Regions from separate parts of the Rattus norvegicus genome. Here region 2 is linked to region 1. The links are chromatin contacts, called in public Hi-C maps. All regions are on one chromosome and are shown on one strand. Each heading gives the region's core, a stretch centred on a gene start, on an enhancer-like site or on the middle of the called end of the contact. The rest is flanking DNA. Distances are from core to core; before and after follow the strand shown.

Region 1 (3,022 bases), core at 310-2,809:
GTTCTCAGCACCCCTATGGCAGCTTACAACCATCTGTAACCAAAGTTTCAGGGAGTTACTCCCGCTTCTGGCCTCCTCAAAGACACTAGGCACATACCTCGTGCACATATATACATGAAGGCAAAAAACATAAAATTAAAATAAAGTCTTGCCAGGTGTGGTGGCCTACACCTTTAAAACCTCAGGAGTCAGAGGCAGGTGGATCTCTGAGTTCGAGGCTAGGCTGGTCTACAGGATAGCCAGGACTACATAAGACAGACCCTGTCTTAACCTCCCTCACCCCCACCCTCCAAGTTACTTTTCTGTACAGGGAGAAGTGGGGAAGAGAAAAAGCGAAATGTGAGTTCCTACACTTAAGCTATCTTAACAACCGGCACTTTAAACTTCACACTCAGTCCTTCAACTGAATTTGAAAATCACAACCGCTGAGGGGCCACTTTCCAAGCGAACACCTCTGGGGATCATGCAAGGGGTTAAGCTTCACATCCACGGCAAAAAGAGTTGAGCAGATTCAAAGTGCTGAGGGATGCATGATCCAGAATCAGAAGAGTCACTTAAAATTCTTAGCCTATACCCTCCCTTTTGAGTGGCCAAGTTGTGGAATGTTGGGGTTTCAGTGGTCAACTGAATAACTTGTTCTTATTTTGTAAGAGACATTCGCTCAGTAGCAGCACTCTGCAAATACAATCAGCACATACCGAACCCTACTCGGATATTATGGTAGTAAGAATCCGGAGATTAACTACCTTCCCTCCCCTTTTAGGAAAACCCCAAATTCCGGGACCAGCTTAAGAGTTAAACTTAAAAGCACCCAAAGTCTCTCATGGGGCCAAGAGTTCCGGGAGCTGCGGTTAGCACAGAAGGGTCTCTTAGGCCAGGTGAGCCTTAAAGACCGCAAGCCACAGCCGGAGGTCTGGGGTAAAATCTTCTAAGAAGGGCAGGGATCGCTCCTGTCAGGAGAAGAAGTGACAAGTTCCCGAAGAGACTCGTGCACCAGAAGAAGATGCAAACTCCCCAGGGCCTCTCCTAGGTTCTCCGCCCCAAGAGCGAGCACATGAGTTTGCATTTCACCTGTGCCCACCTCTGGCAGTCCGTCTGTTCGCCTCCCATTGGGGCGCCTCCCACCCCTGGTTCGGGTTCCCGCCAGCCAGCCGCTTCCCCCAGAGGACCTCCATTCAGCGAGCTTCCCCCTTAGGATGCCTCCCGCCTGGGGCCTCCCGGCTCGGCCCTTCGGTCGTCATCCCTCGTCCCCTCAGCCCCACTACCTCTGAAGATGTCCAGCACTTTTTTCTCTCGGAAACCACGTTTCTCTAAGAAGGAGCACACGTCCTCGGGACCCCAGGTTCGGAGGTCGCTGCTTTCGGGATCTGCAGACTCGTTCGCTGCTGCAGGACGGGTGCTCGGTGGCGTCCTTGGGCTGCCATCGCAGCGGGACCGCTTAGCAGGTTGCTCCGAGTCTGGTCTCTGCATGGCTACCTCCGACACCCGGCGCTGCTAAGTCAAGTACCGCGGCACCCGCTTGGCGCGCAGCCGCACTGACTCTGCAGCCCCGAAGGCGAGTCCATTCAGTTTTATAAGCCTCTGGGCCTACTGCGCAGGCGCGCTGGACATCAGCCGGGGAGCGTGGCCTCCCTGGGGCACTAGGGCCTGGTCCATTGCGCAAGCGCAATGACTAGGTGCTCGTCCTCAACTCCGCCCTTATGTTTCTCCGAAAGGGCGGAGTTATTAGAGAAGCAAAACTTGGGGCTGTGGTTAAGGGTGGAGACTTCAGTGAGGACCGGGCCAGGGTGAAGAGGACATGTGAGGATAATGAAGCTTCCACCACACTCCAGATTAGAAGGGTCTTCTGGTGAACTACAGTTATCTTTCTCGAAACAAAAAACGTTTTGCCGGGTTTCAAACACTCCAAGCTGTCAACTTGTTCAAAACAAAAGAAAACAAAACGAAAAAACCCTAAAAGGCAAGGAAGCTGCCAGCCCCATCCTAGAGTAGAAAACAATGGACAAGCGATTGGCCTATCTGGAAGACCCTGAAATGATTGCCTGGTTGGTTGTCAGACTGTCCTTTTACATTTCACAAATTCAGTTAGTTGGCAGGGGACCACCCTAAGATACCAAACTCATTTCCAAATAGACAGGATTTTTACTAATTACTAGCCAGTGTCAAAGTGGCCGGCTTTTTTTTTTTTTCCCCCCTCGGACTTTAAGCCATTTTGAGACAGAACCCAAACTTCCCCATCAATCCTTATCCATACTAGTAAACCGACCACTAATTTACACCTTTTCAGAAACCAAGACACATACACATCTAGATCATCAAGCAGTACAAATTAGATGCTTCGTGGTGAGCCCAACAGCTGTAAGTGATGCTCAGGTATAAAAAAAAAACAAGCTTGAGGCCGGATGTTCAATACCCAGCACAAAAAAAAAAAAAAAAAAGAAAAAGGAAACTAGAAATCTGATGAATTAAAGGATTCTTAGCAAAACAGTGCTGTTGTGAACAGGGCCCTGTTCTAAAGGCTTTACAAATATTCATTTAACAAATTTCAGACGTAGAAAAGTGAAGTATTAAAGGTGGGAGGGAGGGAGAGAGGGAGAAAGAGCTAAGAAGTGACAGAGACTGAACCTGCTTCTAAACGCTCTTAATAAATCTTAATAAATCACTTGTGGCATAAGTCAGTACTCTCTAAAGGAACAGAAGTGTTAGAATAAATAGTTATGTGAGTGTTTAAGGAGAGTTTATTAGACTTGTTTACAGGATTTAGTTCGTGTAGTCCAACAATGGCTGATAGACTCCGGAAAAGGCCAAGACTGTGGTCATTGTCTGGTTGTCATAGCAATCCTGGTCTGGCAGTGGAGTCCTGGAGGATTCCTGGAGAGCAGCTTGTTAGCATTCTGTCTAAGCTCCACCCCACCCACAGTTACCTGGCAAAGGGGCTGCTTGCCCCCTCCTCACTCTCTTGCTCTCTTGCTCTTCTCTTGCGATTTCCTTCCTGTTCCTGCTCTGCCCTCTCTCCGTGTTC
Region 2 (3,022 bases), core at 283-2,782, 35 kb after region 1:
TTATGCATCAAAGAACATAATCACCAGAGTGAAGACTGTTGCAATGGAAGAAAATACCTGAAAATCATGAATCTGATAGGATATCCAGAAGAAATAAAGGGCTCTTGTCACAATCACAAAAATCCAACTAAAAGGAGGCAAAGAACTGGACTAGACATTTACGAAAAGATATGTAGACTTAATAAACATAGAAAAACTAAAATCTAAGCAAGAGCAATGGCTCATTATCTGGTCTTCCAGAGGATAGGTGTTCAAATCCTAGCACCACATGGTAGCTAACAACAACCAGGGCTTGCAACTCCATTAACAAGGGTATCTGGGGCTGGAGAGATGGCTCAGAGGTTAAGAGCACTGACTGCTCTCCCAGAGGTCCTGAGTTCAATTCCCAACAACCACATGGTGGCTCACAACCATCTGAGTTGAAGTCTGGTGCCCTCTTCTGGCCTGCAGGCGTACATGCAGGCAGAAAGCTGTAAGACGTATTCATAATAAACAAATGTTTAAAAAAAAAAAAAACAAAACAAAAAAACAAGGGTATCTGACTTGTTTTCTGGCCTCTGGGAACAGTGTAAAAATATAGTGCAACAAACATATACACAGGCAAAATACCCATAAAACACACACACACACACACACACACACACACACACACACACACCACACACACCACACACACACACACACACACACACACACACACACACACACACGTGTGCGCACACACCCTGGTTCAACCCTTTGTAGCCCGGGCTACAAAAACAAAAAGAGGTGAGTCCCACTGCTGCTCTTCCATGAGGCTGCTGCCTCCACCACTGACAATGCAGATCTTTGTGTAAGGCCATCACCATCATTGCCTTGGAGGTTGAGCCCAGTGACACCACTGAGAAAGTCTAACAGCAGGAAGTCAAACAGCTTTTTCATTACAAAATATATGAGACCCGTTAAGTTCCTGATCCTGAGCTTGAGCAAGGTGTCTTAGTTTCCCCTTTCTTTTAAGCTTTTAACAGGTCTCATTGCACTTTGAATACAGTTCTTGTATTCCTCCCCACCAACCCCCCGAAATCTCAGCAAGTCACTGTTGATGATAGAGAAGAGGACACTGTCACTGTTGAGAAGGAGAAGGGGTCACTGTCACTGTTGAGAAGGAGAAGGGGACACTGTCACTATTGAGAAGGAGAAGGGGACACTGTCACTGTTGAGAAGGAGAAGGGGGACACTGTCACTGTTGAGAAGGAGAAGGGGGACACTGTCACTGTTGAGAAGGAGAAGGGGGACACTGTCACTGATGAGAAGGAGAAGGGGACACTGTCACTGTTGAGAAGGAGAAGGGGGACACTGTCACTGTTGATAGAGAAGGGGACACTGTCACTGTTGAGAAGGAGAAGGGGACACTGTCACTGTTGATAGAGAAGGGGACACTGTCACTGTTCATAGAGAAGGGGACACTGTCATTGTTGATGGAGAAGAGGGACACTGCCATAGGATGTGAAACTGTGCAGTCATGCAGAACACAATGGCAGTTCCTTAAACACATACTGAGGTTGGGGAGACACAACAGTTCAGGCACTTGAGTGCTTGCTGTACTAGCATGCGAACTGGGGTTCAATGCCCAGAACTCACTCACAGAAGCAGGGCATGGTGGTACACACTGGATTTCCAGTGCTGTGGAGATGCAGACACATGGGAGTTCCTGGGACTTGCTTGCCAGCCAGCCTAGCTTACCTAGTGAATTCTCTTAAAAACAGTGGGTGGTACAAAAAGAATGACAGCCAAAGCTGACCTCTAGCCCCAACCTTGACACCCTAGACACTGATTACTATCTCACTTCTAGGAATACACTTAAACTGAAAGCAGAGACAACAGAGCCAATATTCATAGCAGCGCTACTCACACCAAAAGTGGTAACGACCCAAACGTCCACCAACAGACAAATAGATACACAAAATGTAGCATCTATGTATAGAGAACATTACTCGGCTTTGAAATAGAAAGAAATCCCCACACATGTTATCACACAGATGAATGTGGAAGATGTACCCAACGAATAAGCCAGTCAATGAGAGATACACCAGTGTGTCATTTCACTGGGATACAGCAGCTTTTCAAAGGTAGTCACATTCATACAGACAAAAAACAGCATGGCAATCTCAGGGGAGCAGGGAGAAATGGTGGCTTCTACTTTAATGAGTAAAGAGCAGCTTCAGAGTGGGAAGATGAAAAAGTAGCAAAGGTCACACAACGATTTGAGTATCTAGCACCAAACTGTATGCCTAAAAATTAAAGTAGCAAATTTTTTTTTAAATTATTTATTATGTATATATAAATCATACAGCTTTCTGCCTGCATGTATGCGCCTGCTGGCCAGAAGAGGGCACCAGACCTGATTATAGATGGTTGTAAGCCACCATGTGGTTGCTGGGAATTGAACTCAGGACCTCTGGAAGAGCAGACAGTGCTCTTAACCACTGAGCCATCTCTCCAGCCCACAAATTTTATAATATGTGTATTTTATTTAAAAAGAGAGATCAGCACTGCTTAGTATGCAGTCTTTGCTGAATGAGCGCTGTTCAGCTGCTATGGAAACACGTACCTTTCTATAAAACAGTGCTAAGGACCCAGTTCTCTTTGGTTTGCTTATTCCGGTCAGAGGAGCGTCTTGCGTTTTAGTCAGATGGGTCTGTTTTGGAGAAGCACCAATTAATGACTGTGCAGTTAGTGATACAAGGCTCTCAGCTGTGGAGTCCTGAGTTGTATTCATGGAAATAGGAACCAGTGTGATTTCTCCAGCATCATTGGCAATACCTGAGTGCACAAGCAAGAGTTCTCAGTTGGAGACACAAGCTGAAAGTTCACAGCAAAGCTGTCAATGTATATGTATGAAGAAGCAAGTGAAATGTATGTTAGAGAAAAGGATGCGGCTATAACCCAGTAACTGTAACACAGTTTTGTTTTTCTTTCGGAAGCAGGATCATGCTTCCTTTTGATATTTTTATGTTTAATTTTATTTAAAGAGACAAATTTT

Evidence for each region. A called contact is a pair of places that touch in the nucleus more often than the background predicts.
Region 2: a contact with region 1 is called in a Hi-C map of liver, with 2.6 times the contacts expected there. The contact joins the enhancer-like site here to the promoter of Samhd1 in region 1. A contact is called at or near these places in 2 of 12 Hi-C or Micro-C datasets (kidney and liver).

What each region holds. Positions count from the first base shown.
Region 1 is chr3:166,212,851-166,215,872 of GRCr8, forward strand. Samhd1 (SAM and HD domain containing deoxynucleoside triphosphate triphosphohydrolase 1) reads right to left here and starts at 1,560. Exons shown (of 16, transcript NM_001191743.1): 1 at 1,266-1,560. The coding sequence starts at 1,470.
Region 2 is chr3:166,247,844-166,250,865 of GRCr8, forward strand. It overlaps Rbl1 (RB transcriptional corepressor like 1), which reads right to left. Exons shown (of 22, transcript NM_001191066.2): 16 at 2,591-2,802. Among named protein-coding and RNA genes, the nearest start is that of Samhd1, 35 kb to the left of the region's middle. Within about 2 kb of position 1,533, at least 2 of the 93 cell types and tissues checked have an H3K27ac peak or open chromatin away from gene starts, as enhancers often do. A contact at or near this core is called in liver, where this site is marked.